3 separate regions of the Zea mays genome follow, and regions 1 and 3 are each linked to region 2. The links are chromatin contacts, called in public Hi-C maps. All regions are on one chromosome and are shown on one strand. Each heading gives the region's core, a stretch centred on a gene start, on an enhancer-like site or on the middle of the called end of the contact. The rest is flanking DNA. Distances are from core to core; before and after follow the strand shown.

Region 1 (3,816 bases), core at 110-2,609, 650 kb after region 2:
GAATTGGAAGAGGTTGGAAAATTTGTGAAGGATTTTGATTTGTTGTGGATTAAAATCTATCTAATCCTCTACAATCTATATGGATTTGATGAAATCGAACAAGTCCAAAATGATCCGTATCTCAAGGGATATCAAGTGAGTAAGTGAAAAAACACGAAATATATCTTGATGAATGAACGTCTCTAGCATGGTTCTCTAGGTCTAGATACAGTTTCACTTATATAACCCACATAAAATGATTCGTATCTTGAGGGCTTCTTGCTAGCGCTAATCCGGGCGCTAATCGCTGCGATGAGAACCGACACCGGTGCTATCTACAGAGGAATGGACGGTCCGGGCCAGGGGCCGAAAGGTTCCTGCCTGACAAGCCGGACGGTCCACGCCTGGTGTCTGGAGGGTCCGCGCGTGCGCAGGGGCGACGAAGTTCGGCGATGGCGTCTGATCTCGCTCCCGAGATGGACCCCATCGGGGATGAGAGATCATATGGTGTCTTGGGATCGGTAGGCCACCCAAGACGCCTCTAATCGACGTACAGCTGGATAATGTGAAGATTTAAAGAGAAAACTAAGTTATTGTTTACTCCTACGACAAAATGTAAAGAACTAGATGTATATTGATTGATTGATCGATTTTTCGGGTCCCAATCGGTCCCAGCCTTCATTTATATAAAAGGGGAGGTTTGGCCCCGTTACACGTCGGTTTCCGAGTTAATCCCGCAGATTTAGCTAACAAATCCCGCAAATATAAACTCGGAACTTAACTAATTCTACGTGTGTGCCATCAGTGCGGATTGCCCGCCTGCCCAAAAGTGGGCTCAACACTTCTAATGAATCAAATATAAATTTTAGATACATTGAGTTGTATGAATATTTTTTAGATATATCTAATGCTTAGAGAATCATATATAATATAATATTTAGGCTGTACATGTGCTAATAAATGCTAGACCAATGCCTGAAAAGCCCAAATCCATGAGATTGGCTTATGTGAGAGAGACAATCCCTCGAAAACTGCTTTGGAAGCTCATGTGAGGACTGAGGTGTCAATTGACCGCCGACTCGTCCTGGACGTTCCTCGAGAAGTGGAGAGCAAGGATTTAAAAAACCGGCTGAAAGTTTACCGGTTTTCGAAAGTTTTTAAATTAAAAACCGTTCGATTTTGGTGAAAACCGTCGATTCACCGGTGGTAAACCGTTTTCGGTGACCGGTTTTTGGATTTCAAACGGTTTGGTATAGGAGAGGAATTGGATTTTTCAGCACTGACCTCGTTGGACACAGCCTGAATTCAGCCCAAACCCAAGTTCCACCACACGTTTCTTTACCCTAACCTTTTCGCTGCTCCAGCGAGGCATACAGCCGCCGCCGTTTCTTCATTCTTCCTTGCAGCGCCGACGCTCCATCTTCCGCTCCCTCCCTTGCTCGCGCTCGGCACGTAGGCGACGGTGGCAGCGCTCAGCCTCGGGCTCTCAGCGACGGCGTCAGCGGCTTCCCCTCTCGCCAGTCGCCTCGTCCTCCGCACACCGGCCGGTGGCCCTGCGTGCGTGCCCCCCCCCCCCCCCTCTCTCTCTCTACCCCCCTCCGATCGCCAACGGCGCCCGGCCCCGGCGGACAGCCGCGCGCGGTCTGAGGGCAGCGGCAGCCAGCAGCCGCCGCTGCACCAAGGCGGTCGCGCCGCGCCGCTTTGGGAGCGCTTAGGCATCTCCAGCACTGTAAATTGCATGTAAATTGCAGTATTTGCAGAGTGAAGTTTGAAATAGGGAGTGTGATATGGAATCTTACGCCCCAAAGCGAAGCGTTACCCGTCATCTTAGCGTTGAAGCGTGCGCTTAGTGCCACTTTTTAGAACCCTGATAATTATCGACCATGATAGTTATTGAGTAGTCAGCCCATAGTCTGATCCGTTCCGGAGGTCCACCACTGGTGCTAGATATAGGACTTAAGTGAAACCTCACTAAATACTAATGTCGGTCAATTTCCTTGTGTTTTTGGGCAGCAGCAAAGAGGCAACGGAGAGGGTTTCCAGAACAGAGTATACAGAGGGCAAGGCTGTTATGAGCAACAAGGAGGAGAAAGAATGCCAAATGACCAAAGAAGAGAAGAGGCGGAAGAAGAGGGAGAAACATAAGGACATGGGTCAGAGCGGCGATTATGAGGGTAAGGCTGTTATGAGCAACAAGGAGGAGAAAGACTGCCAAGTAACCGAAGAAGAGAAGAAACGGAAGAAGGGGAAGAAGCATAAGGACAAGGGTCAGGGCAGCAATTCTGATAGCTCATGTGCCAGGAACCATAGCATTGAGATGGAGCAAGCTGATGTGTCAGCCAAGATGGCTGAAGACTCCTGCTTGGAGCATGCAGAGGCTGTTACGAGCAAAAGCTCTGCGAAGAAACACAGGAAGAAAAAGAGGAAAGATAAAGAGGTTGAAACTATTGGCCAGAAGCAGATACTCGATGCTGATGAAAATGTTGGGTCAGAAGATACGAAGAGGAACAGCAGAGAAAGGGAACATGATAGGAAGTCAAAGAAGCACAAACGAAAGCATCAGGATGACGAGACTGCCTCAAATGGTTCTTCTGGTAATCAAATTGTTTTAGGGGAAGATAAGAGGACGGAAAAAGAGTATTTAGTTACCTTGGATTTGGAAGAGGACAATAAATCTGATATGTCAAAGATTGGGAAGAAGACAGATAGCAAGAAGAAGAGGAGAAAAGAGAGAAATGATGGTGTTGACCTAAGACAAAATACACTAGTTGGAGAGGGCAAGAATGGTAAGAATAACAAAGAGAAAAAAATGTGTGAGGATGAGAATGGTGGCGGTGAAAGAGAGAAAGAAAACATGGGAAAGCAGAAGGATAAGTGTAGACGAGTGAGCTTCACTGATCATGTGGAGGTGTTTAATATAGGTGGTAGTGATGATGTAGAGGGTGATGGGAGTGGTGAAACTGAACTTGTGCATGGACGACGGTTTAGCCCTGAGGAAGATGCAAAGCTAATGGAAGCGATATTGAAATATGCAGAGGTTTCTTCTCTTGCTTTATAGTTTATATATTGCTGGGTTTCACAAATTATATGCATTCTATTTAGTACCTTTGCTTGCTAATAAGTGTATGGTAATGTATTAGCATGCTAATTGATAGGAAGCTATGTAGACATGGAAGTTTGAGACAATGGTTACTATTATTTGTTACTAAGTGATGTGGATTATTATTCTTTAATTTACAAAGATGGATCTCAACAATTCTTTATCCAATTTTAATTTGCCTACTACCCGATTGTTGTCAGTTATATGCTGAAATGCTGAACATATTGATGGAATGAACTTGTCATTTTGTACTTATATTTTCATATACTGTTGTTTGTATAAGGTAGTTCAACTCAGTGTTCAGCATTCATGTAAATCACTCTTGTTATGCTTATTTTTTTTGCATTAACTTTAATGGGGGAGTTCAGAATGTTCTTCACATAAGCTTAACCGATATGTTTTGGTATTCTCATGTTCTATGTTTGATTAGTAACCAGTATTACATATATTAATTGTTCTGTAGTTTCGGGGCTATATCATGTTTCTACTTGTTCTGTTTATCAAATAAATAAATAGGTGGGTGGTGGCTATAGTTTATGTGCTCACCATGATTCATACTTCAATTTTGTAATGTTTCATCAATATAGTTGAAGCAATTAGGAGAGAAAGGGTTACAGATGATTGGGGAAAGTAATAAGCATCCAGAGACCAGGGGTTGTTGGGCTGAAATAGGTAAGCCATAAACATCTGGACTGGAGCTATCTATTTTACACTTCCCCTCTTATACTGGATTTTCC
Region 2 (3,967 bases), core at 133-2,632:
GTTTGTTATTATAAGTAAACTTCTCTAGTCTGTTACTTTTTTATTAAAAAAGGTACACAGTTAAGTATTAAGTACAACAAAAGATTAGCTACATCACATCTCATGGGCTGGGTTTTTTTTAGATAAAAACAAAAATGGCGTGCATTTCAGAATGAAGAGAGTAGTATTATAGTTGAGCTCAAAACACAGTTTGTGAGTTGCACGTAACCCTAAGGCTTCCTTGTTAGCATTCTGGTCCTCGTCTCTGATGCTAGGATCGAAGAACGCAGTTGGCGTCAAATCCATCATTTGGCGCAAAGGAGGCATCGTCGCGGATGGGTCTCGGTATCACCCAACCAATCATACACGCTACGAGAACTAGTATAGGTCAATCCTAGACGTCCGATCCAGAGATCCAATAAGTCCATGTTTGAATCCTCTAATCGATTGCGAGTGGCTAATAATTAACGGGCAAATAATTAGTCGTGATATGTTTGAAGTCTTATCTAATAGATGACTAAACATACTAAATAGTTAGTTTTTACCTTGCACGGCAAACAATTGGTCATGAGAAAAAACAAATAAACTGGCAAGAGTATGGATCGTATTCTTCTTTTTATTATGGTCTATTAGCATATATTAACAAGATTAAATGTCTATTTAGCTTGCTATCTAATTTGCCATACTTTGTCTAGTTTTTTTGACTAAGTTTAGTTCTTAAATTTGAATGACTAACCTTAGGCAAAGAGAGGTATGGTTAGCCATAAATCAATTAGATCTTAAATGACTAATAGATAAACAATTTGTTAGATCTCTAGCTAATAATTTATTTATTTATTAGCTAGTCTGTTTGGAGGGAGATGCTAAAACTAATCGGCAAATTGTTTGTGTCAAGGACGAAGCTACCTGGTTAGTTGTGGATACACATGCATCCTCCACAGTCCAAAATTCAGTTACAATAATCAAAATTTCACTATATAAGCATTCCACATATCTTATGCACCCATAAGAGAGTTGCACTCTCTGCTCTAGCTTCGCCGCTGATTTGTGTGATGCATCCAAACTATAGTTTCCTTTGGAGCGAAGCAAACCGACGTCTCCCGCAGGGCCAAGTTGTCTGCGATAGCAAACAGCGAAACCCGTCGTCAGCGCAAACCGCGACGTTAACCAACCCCTAAGTATCCCTGTCAGCCGTACACGTGTCCCAATCGAACGGCTGGGCTCCCTCGTCAGCGTAGCAGGTGCCGCCCGTCCCGTCGACCGACCTGACGGACGTCGCCGCAAGCGCCCGGCTGGGCTTCACCTCTCCACCCCATCGCTCACCACTCCCCCCTTCGTCTCCAACCAGATCGCCCCCCGCCGCATAAATCCCCCGCTGACACCCGATCGAGCAAACCCTCGCTTACCTCCCGTCACGTCGCGTCCGAACGGCGACGCTGCGCCGTGATGGACGCCTTCTTCGGCAAGGGCGGCGGCGGCGGCGGCTTCCGCGGCGCCAAGTGGTACGCGCGGGCGTTTCTTTTTTTTTCCGGGGATGTTCTCGGAAGGGGCGGGAAGCTTTGGTCCGCGTTGGTTAGTTCTGGTTTCTGATGTCGTGTGTCGGTGTGTGCGTGCGTGCGCAGCAAGACGCTGCTGAAGCTGTCGATCCCGCGGATAAAGCTGCTGCGGAACCGGCGGGAGCTGCAGCTGCGCCAGATGCGCCGGGACATCGCCAAGCTTCTCGAGGCCGGCCAGGAGGCCACCGCGCGGATCAGGGTACGTACGCTCCTCGCTGTCAGGGGATATGCATATGCTTAGATCAGGGTAGAGCTGGCCGGGTGGGCGAGGTGAGGACTGGGTCGGGGGCTTTTTTTTTGGCTTGGCTGATTGGAAGCTGCGGCTGCGGCGGATGCAGGTGGAGCACATCATCCGGGAGGAGAACATGATGGCCGCGCAGGAGATCCTCGAGCTCTTCTGCGAGCTCATCGCTGTGCGCCTGCCCATCATCGAGACCCAAAGGTTCGCCCCTCTGGCCCTCTATCTGACTTCAATTTTACAGCCTGTAATTGCGATCACTGTTTGCTTGTTCATGAGGCCACGGCCCACGGGTGTGCTTTGTTGCCCCTGGATATGGCAAACTGTGCTGGACCACCAGCTCCCTTGAGGCCTTGAGATTTCCAGTAACTGGTTTTTATAGCGAACATAACCTTGCTTGACTGCTATAGTGGACTATGGCTGTGTTTGTTCCATTCCAATGTGTTCTTAGCAGAGACTTGGACCCTAAAGATAACCATTACTTTAAGGGTGTTTCGTTCCAGCGACTAAAGTTCAGTATATGTCATATCGAATGTTAAATATGAGTATTAAATATAGTCTAATTATAAAAATAACTATATAGATGAAGACTAAATAATAAGACACAAATTTTAATCCTAATTAATCTATGATTAGCAAATGTTTACTGTAGCATCACATTAGCGAATCATTGACTAATTAGGTTTAATAGATTTGTCTTGTCGTTAAGTTTTTATCTATATAATTAGTTTTTTGATTAAATTATATTTAATACTTATAACTAGCATCTAAACATTCGATGTGATAGGTGCTAAAATTTAGCATAGGGAAACGAACGGGCCCAATATGTCCATTTGGCAACAGGGACAAGTTATCTTCGTTCTTATACCCTCTGCATTCTTACATTCCTTATTTGTTTGAAGACATAACCATTGTAATCCCAACTCCAAGGATGTTACTGATGATATTTTCTTTGCTGCTGCCTTTTTTATAGGGCGTATTATCTTGAAGTATAAAGCAGGGATCCTGAATCCTGCTCGTGAATACAAATGGGCTATAGTTGATAAAATTGATTAACTGTTTTGTGACTAAAAATTCTGCAAGAGATGCAGATAAGTCTGACTGAATTGTGTTTCCTTGTTTTGTTGGCTTCAGGGAGTGTCCTATTGATCTCAAAGAAGCAATATCAAGTATCTGTTTCGCTGCTCCAAGATGTGCAGATCTACCTGAACTGATACAAGTTCAAATGATGTTTGCAACTAAATATGGGAAGGAATTTGTCGCTGCAGCTTCAGAGTTGATGCCTGATTGCGGGGTCAATCGTCAGGTTATATGACACTTTGAATTCGAACTGGTTTAACCTTGTTTTCAGGTTGTTTTGGATGTTTGTAACACATCAGAATTAATGCTTCTGCAGATAATTGAACTACTTTCTATTCGTCCTCCTCCTGTCCATGCAAAGTTGAAACTGCTGAAGGAGATAGCTGAGGAACATGAAGTTGACTGGGATCCATCAGAGACAGAGATAGAATTTCTCAAACCTCATGAAGATCTATTGGTAAATATATATACGGATTTGTGACTAACATGGTTAGTTCAATGATTCAAATCTTACTTGATACTATGTTTTCCCTTCTTAGAATGGCCCGACCTACTTCAACGGCTCCACACTACCTCTTCCCAAGGAGAAACACGAGGAAACAGTAGCGGCAAGTGCTGCCGAGCGGCCTGACAAAGACTGCGAGTCAGATACCGGTCTTGACTCACTGGATTTTCCTGAAGTCCCAAAAGCAGCAATACGTCCACCTTCTAACACACCATTGACCCCAGATATTGGTCCCCATGCTCCGGGCTCTCAGCCGCTTCCTCGTGAGTTCTCAGACCGTACTAACTTGGAGGAGAATCCAACAGCTGGCGGCGCTTTTAATGTTATTCAGATGAAAAGCCTGGAACATCTTATCTCTGCACCATCTGCTCAGCCAAACACACCAGATTTGCCAGATGAAAAGAAGCAATTTATTCCTTTTGCATCTCCACCGCCAGTTGTTGCTACTCCATTGGAAAAAACTGAGACAGTTCCCTCACCTTCAATGTCTCCTCCAGTGAAGCCAACAGAGCCAAAAATCTCCACAAAGCGGGTTGATGAATTGGCCACACCTCCAGTACCTCCCACTGATTATACGTTCACAAAACAACCAGAACAAGTACGGCCAAT
Region 3 (4,115 bases), core at 653-3,152, 820 kb before region 2:
CGGTACAGCAGGTGGCAGAGGTGGAGGTGGAGGTGGTGGAGGCGGCGGTGGTGGCAGCGGTAGTGGAGGTGGCGGTGGCAGTTCAGTGTACTTACTGCTTTCAGTGGGCTTTTCATTGGAGATTTTCTCATTCTTCTCATTGCTACCACTCTTGGTCTTTGAAGATTGCTTCGCTGATTTGCTTTTGTGCTGTGACTTTTCTGAGTTGTTGCCACTTCTGCTCTTCTTGCTTGCTTCATGAGTATCAGTAGGCCGAAAACGTTCAGAAGGCGATCTGTCGTGAAGAAATGGGCTACGGTCTCTGACATCCTCACGCTGGACTCTCCCACGAGGGAAATTATCAACACGACTTGGCGTGTTATCCCTGAAATGGGGCTGACGAGCTCTATGTCGAGGTGAAACATATGGGCTGTGGTCTCTGCTTTCGTAGTGGCGAGCACGCTCTCGATGTGGGGAACGCTCTAAGCGGCTCGGGCTCCTGTCATACCTGTCATGACGAGAGCGCTCATGAGGAAAACGACCCAAGATGCCTGGGCTCCTCTCGTGCCGATCACGCCGATCCCGTGTTGGTGATGATATCTCACGGTTTCTCCCAGACAAATGCCTGGCAGCAGATCTCTTCCCTTCTCCCTTCGGACCCTTCCTATGACTTTTTGATCCTGACTGGTCAGAGGTGTCAGTGTGGTGCTTGTGGTTAATGCTGTGGGGCTCTGTTGGCTGGTTCTTCCTTAGACTGCCACTGGTGCTGCTCTCTGGCTTAATTTCACCAGGCTCTTCATCAGAATCCCGCAAGGAGCTTTTCTGGGCAGATGAACTTGGCCTCCTGCTGTTATCATCAGCCCGTTGGGACTTGGCATCTCGCCTTTTTTCTGGCGGTGCAATCTCCCCTGGCTCCATGTCATCCTTGATAGACTTCCTGGTGCTCTTCCCAGAAGATTTTACCTTCCTCTGCCTCTCCGGCAGCAGCTCTACCTTGTCAACCTCCCCATTTCTCCTTGCTTTCTTCAATGGCACTGCTTGCTTCGTACTCACAATCTCCCCAGGCTCCACCTCCACAGCAGCTGCGGAGGCTGCCAGCACCTTCCTCCACTTCTTAGGTGGCATGCTCCTCTCAGGCAACCCATTGGTCTCCGCCTCCCCACTGAGCAGCTCCCCCTCCTCCAGGTCAGTAGCTGACGCTGACTGCTGGTTCTTCCAGTGCTGCTGCTGGTGGTGGTGTCCATGAGCCTTCTCCCCCTTATCCGGCATCGCTTCTCCCGCTCCTCCTCTCCTCACGAGGGCGCCGGCATGGAAGCCCTCGACTGCGCGGACGGCGCACGCGACACCCCCATCTCCCATGGAAAACCTAGTTGGCTGTCGGGGGCCGTCGTCCGCCAAGCTGTGCCCCACGGTGCGCTTCAGAAGCCTAGCTCCCCGGGGCTCTCCACAGTCATCTCCGTCGCCGGCACCGAAAAACCCTAATCACAGAGCAGCAGTGTTTCAGCCAAGGGAGGAATCAAGCAGCAGCAATGTGAGGGGCGCGAATTGGCGCGGAGGAACCGGCCGGATCGAAGCGGCCGCGGATCGGAGCCCGTAACTGTAGGGAATTGAGAAGCGGCGTCTCAGATCGGGAGATCTACGGCGGCGAGGGCTCCGTCACCGGCGGCGAGCTCCCTCTCCCGCCCCCGGCGAGCGGCCTCGGAAGCTTCCGGGATTTAGGGCTCCACGCCTCGCGCGCTCTCGCGTCGTGGCGCGGGCGCGAGCGCGAGCGCGGGGTGCTATCTCCTGGGTTTGTGTGTGTTTGCTTTTTGGGATTCGTAAAGCCTCCTCCGCGACTGGGGCCTCGCTCTTATGTGGAGTGGAGGGGCCGAAGCCCGAACGAAGGGCAAGGAATGAAGACGGGACGCAGTGTTGGCTTATTTGCTTGTCACAGGCAAATGCCTGCCAGGCAAAGGATCAGCCCCAGACGGTGAAAATCAAACAGGCAAAGGATCAGCTCCCAACGAGGCAACGACTGGGAGCGTTGTCTGGATCAGGCAGCCTTCCGCCCGCGCAAACCAAACATACCTACAATATAATATAGTATAGTTATTAATAGCGTAGAATAGGAGATATGGAAATATAGACGATATTATTTGTAAAGTGAAATTTAAATAAAAGATGAGATAATGTGCTAGATACACTCTTATAGAGTGTATAGTTATGAAGTAGAGTTTAAAATAAAAAAATTGAAATAGAAGGTAGGATAGAATAGGTGCTGGAGACGGTGCCAACGGTTTTCTATTGCACCATTGGTTCACTGATTGGTTGGCCGGACGCCCGCGGCCTGATCCTTCGTATGCGTTGACCGTCCTTGTGCATATGTTTGGTTAACTGCACGGTAGCATCCGGACCTGTACGCACACATGCAAAATAGTCTTTTTTTCTCTTTGTTGGCCTGTACGCGTGGAGAAGTAAAATTCATCCGTTTCCACGGATGCAAGCCCGCGCGACTCAGGCGCTGAGGATGCATGTAACCAAACTGTACCGATGTATTTGCATGTTGGTCCCCTGTGATCTGGTGTGCTTAAGGTGGATAGTAGTAATAATTAGGAGCAGTTTTCTTAGCATGTCACTATAATTACGTTCATTATCTTATTTGTCATCATAAAATATCATAATCGCGTCTATGTTACTCAAATATAATTTCTTACCTTTTTATGTCATCGTCGGTAGCATAGAAGGTATTTAGGACTACAATTTTATTACTCTTCTATGTCACTGGTGATGGCTTAAAAGGATAAAAAAAATTTGCATCCGGTCGATACAGAAGAGATTAAAGCATTTACAATGACGAATAAGGTATTGAAAAAATATATAGTGGCATATAGAGATTTTCTCTAATAATTATCAAATCAGACACAAGTATATAGATAATAGACTAACTAATTATTAGCTAGACCTAAATAAACAACTATCAGATAAAAATAATACCTAACTAACTAGTGCCAGCTAATGGGCCTAAAGAGGACCTAAATCAATTTTACAACATGTTTTCTTGTTATGAGATGGAGAACCCTTTCTCGCGACTCCAGCTATGGATGTTGTTTGGAGCAAAGAGGGCCCACAGTGCATTTTACACTCAACATGAGTTCTAGTATTTCTAAAATGATCACGGTACTTTTGGAAAAATACCTAAGTTAATATGGTGATTTGTGGTTTATTAGTTTACTAGTTAGATGCTCGTGCGTTGCAACGACATACAGAATATTCGATAAAATGTTAGTGCTCTTATATTTGTTTGTCTTTATGTTCAATGATACATTCGGAGGACACACGTGAAAATAAGCGGGTGAGAAAGAGTGAAATAGGAACGGATGCAAGTGCAATGTACAAAAAGTATGCAGTGTATACAAGGGCCACGATATAAATAATTGCTAATAAGTTTACATAAAAATAGAATACAACAGAACTGAGCATTAGAACACGCACTACGCCCTTGTTTCTAACATCCATCATCTACAACCGAGTAAGTTACATAGTTTTGCTGATTGCGGATATAAATACAGTTTTTCTCCTAAACCCTTGCAAAAACCTACCAGATGCCTAAACACCTATACAACACAAGTGACTATGTTCATGCATTGGAAGCAACACGTGGAACGTACTACTATGGGGCCATGTGTATGTATACAGTCATACACACACTAAATGGTAAGAGAAATAATGGAATAATACAATCAAATGATCTTGAACAAAATCTTTGGTATTAAGACTATTAATTTCACCTGCACTTCTTATAAGCAGTTACATTAGTGAGAAGTGTGAGATTCAGGAGAAACCTGTATTAAACAAAGCTGCCATCTACAGGATAAAATCTAGTAAAACAGATGATAAGGAGAAAACATCGAGAGTGAGGTCATAACTATCTTTACCTTCTACATTTAGAACGTGTAAAACTATTCATCTCTATCGATGTTCACGATTTGGAGGTTGTAGCTGCTTTAATTGCTGAACGGTCTACTTCATAGTTGGACATATAAAGAGTGAATCAACAGTGCACATCACTGCTAAACGCAATGTCCGTACCAAGTCGTCATGTGGGCCAATATCCCATAGAGCAGCCAAAGATGGAGAAATGCCCTTCTCAGTAGAGC

Evidence for each region. Hi-C and Micro-C count contacts between places; a contact is called where the count stands out from the background.
Region 1: a Hi-C map of ear shows a contact between it and region 2, with 2.4 times the contacts expected there. The contact joins the promoter of LOC100282699 here to the promoter of LOC100272774 in region 2. A contact is called at or near these places in 4 of 25 Hi-C or Micro-C datasets (bundle sheath, ear, endosperm and 1 more).
Region 3: a contact with region 2 is called in a Hi-C map of ear, with 1.9 times the contacts expected there. The contact joins the promoter of LOC103653034 here to the promoter of LOC100272774 in region 2. A contact is called at or near these places in 3 of 25 Hi-C or Micro-C datasets (ear, endosperm and tassel).

Annotation. Positions count from the first base shown.
Region 1 is chr4:32,768,915-32,772,730 of Zm-B73-REFERENCE-NAM-5.0, forward strand. It overlaps LOC100282699, which reads left to right and starts at 1,360. Exons shown (of 10, transcript NM_001155606.2): 1 at 1,360-1,536; 2 at 1,996-3,016; 3 at 3,667-3,751. The coding sequence starts at 2,051.
Region 2 is chr4:32,119,713-32,123,679 of Zm-B73-REFERENCE-NAM-5.0, forward strand. LOC100272774 reads left to right here and starts at 1,383. Exons shown (of 6, transcript NM_001147227.1): 1 at 1,383-1,481; 2 at 1,602-1,734; 3 at 1,874-1,977; 4 at 2,747-3,079; 5 at 3,170-3,310; 6 at 3,393-3,967. The coding sequence starts at 2,999.
Region 3 is chr4:31,296,112-31,300,226 of Zm-B73-REFERENCE-NAM-5.0, forward strand. It overlaps LOC103653034 (histone-lysine N-methyltransferase ATXR3), which reads right to left and starts at 1,903. Exons shown (of 21, transcript XR_565197.4): 1 at 1,578-1,903; 2 at 1-1,457.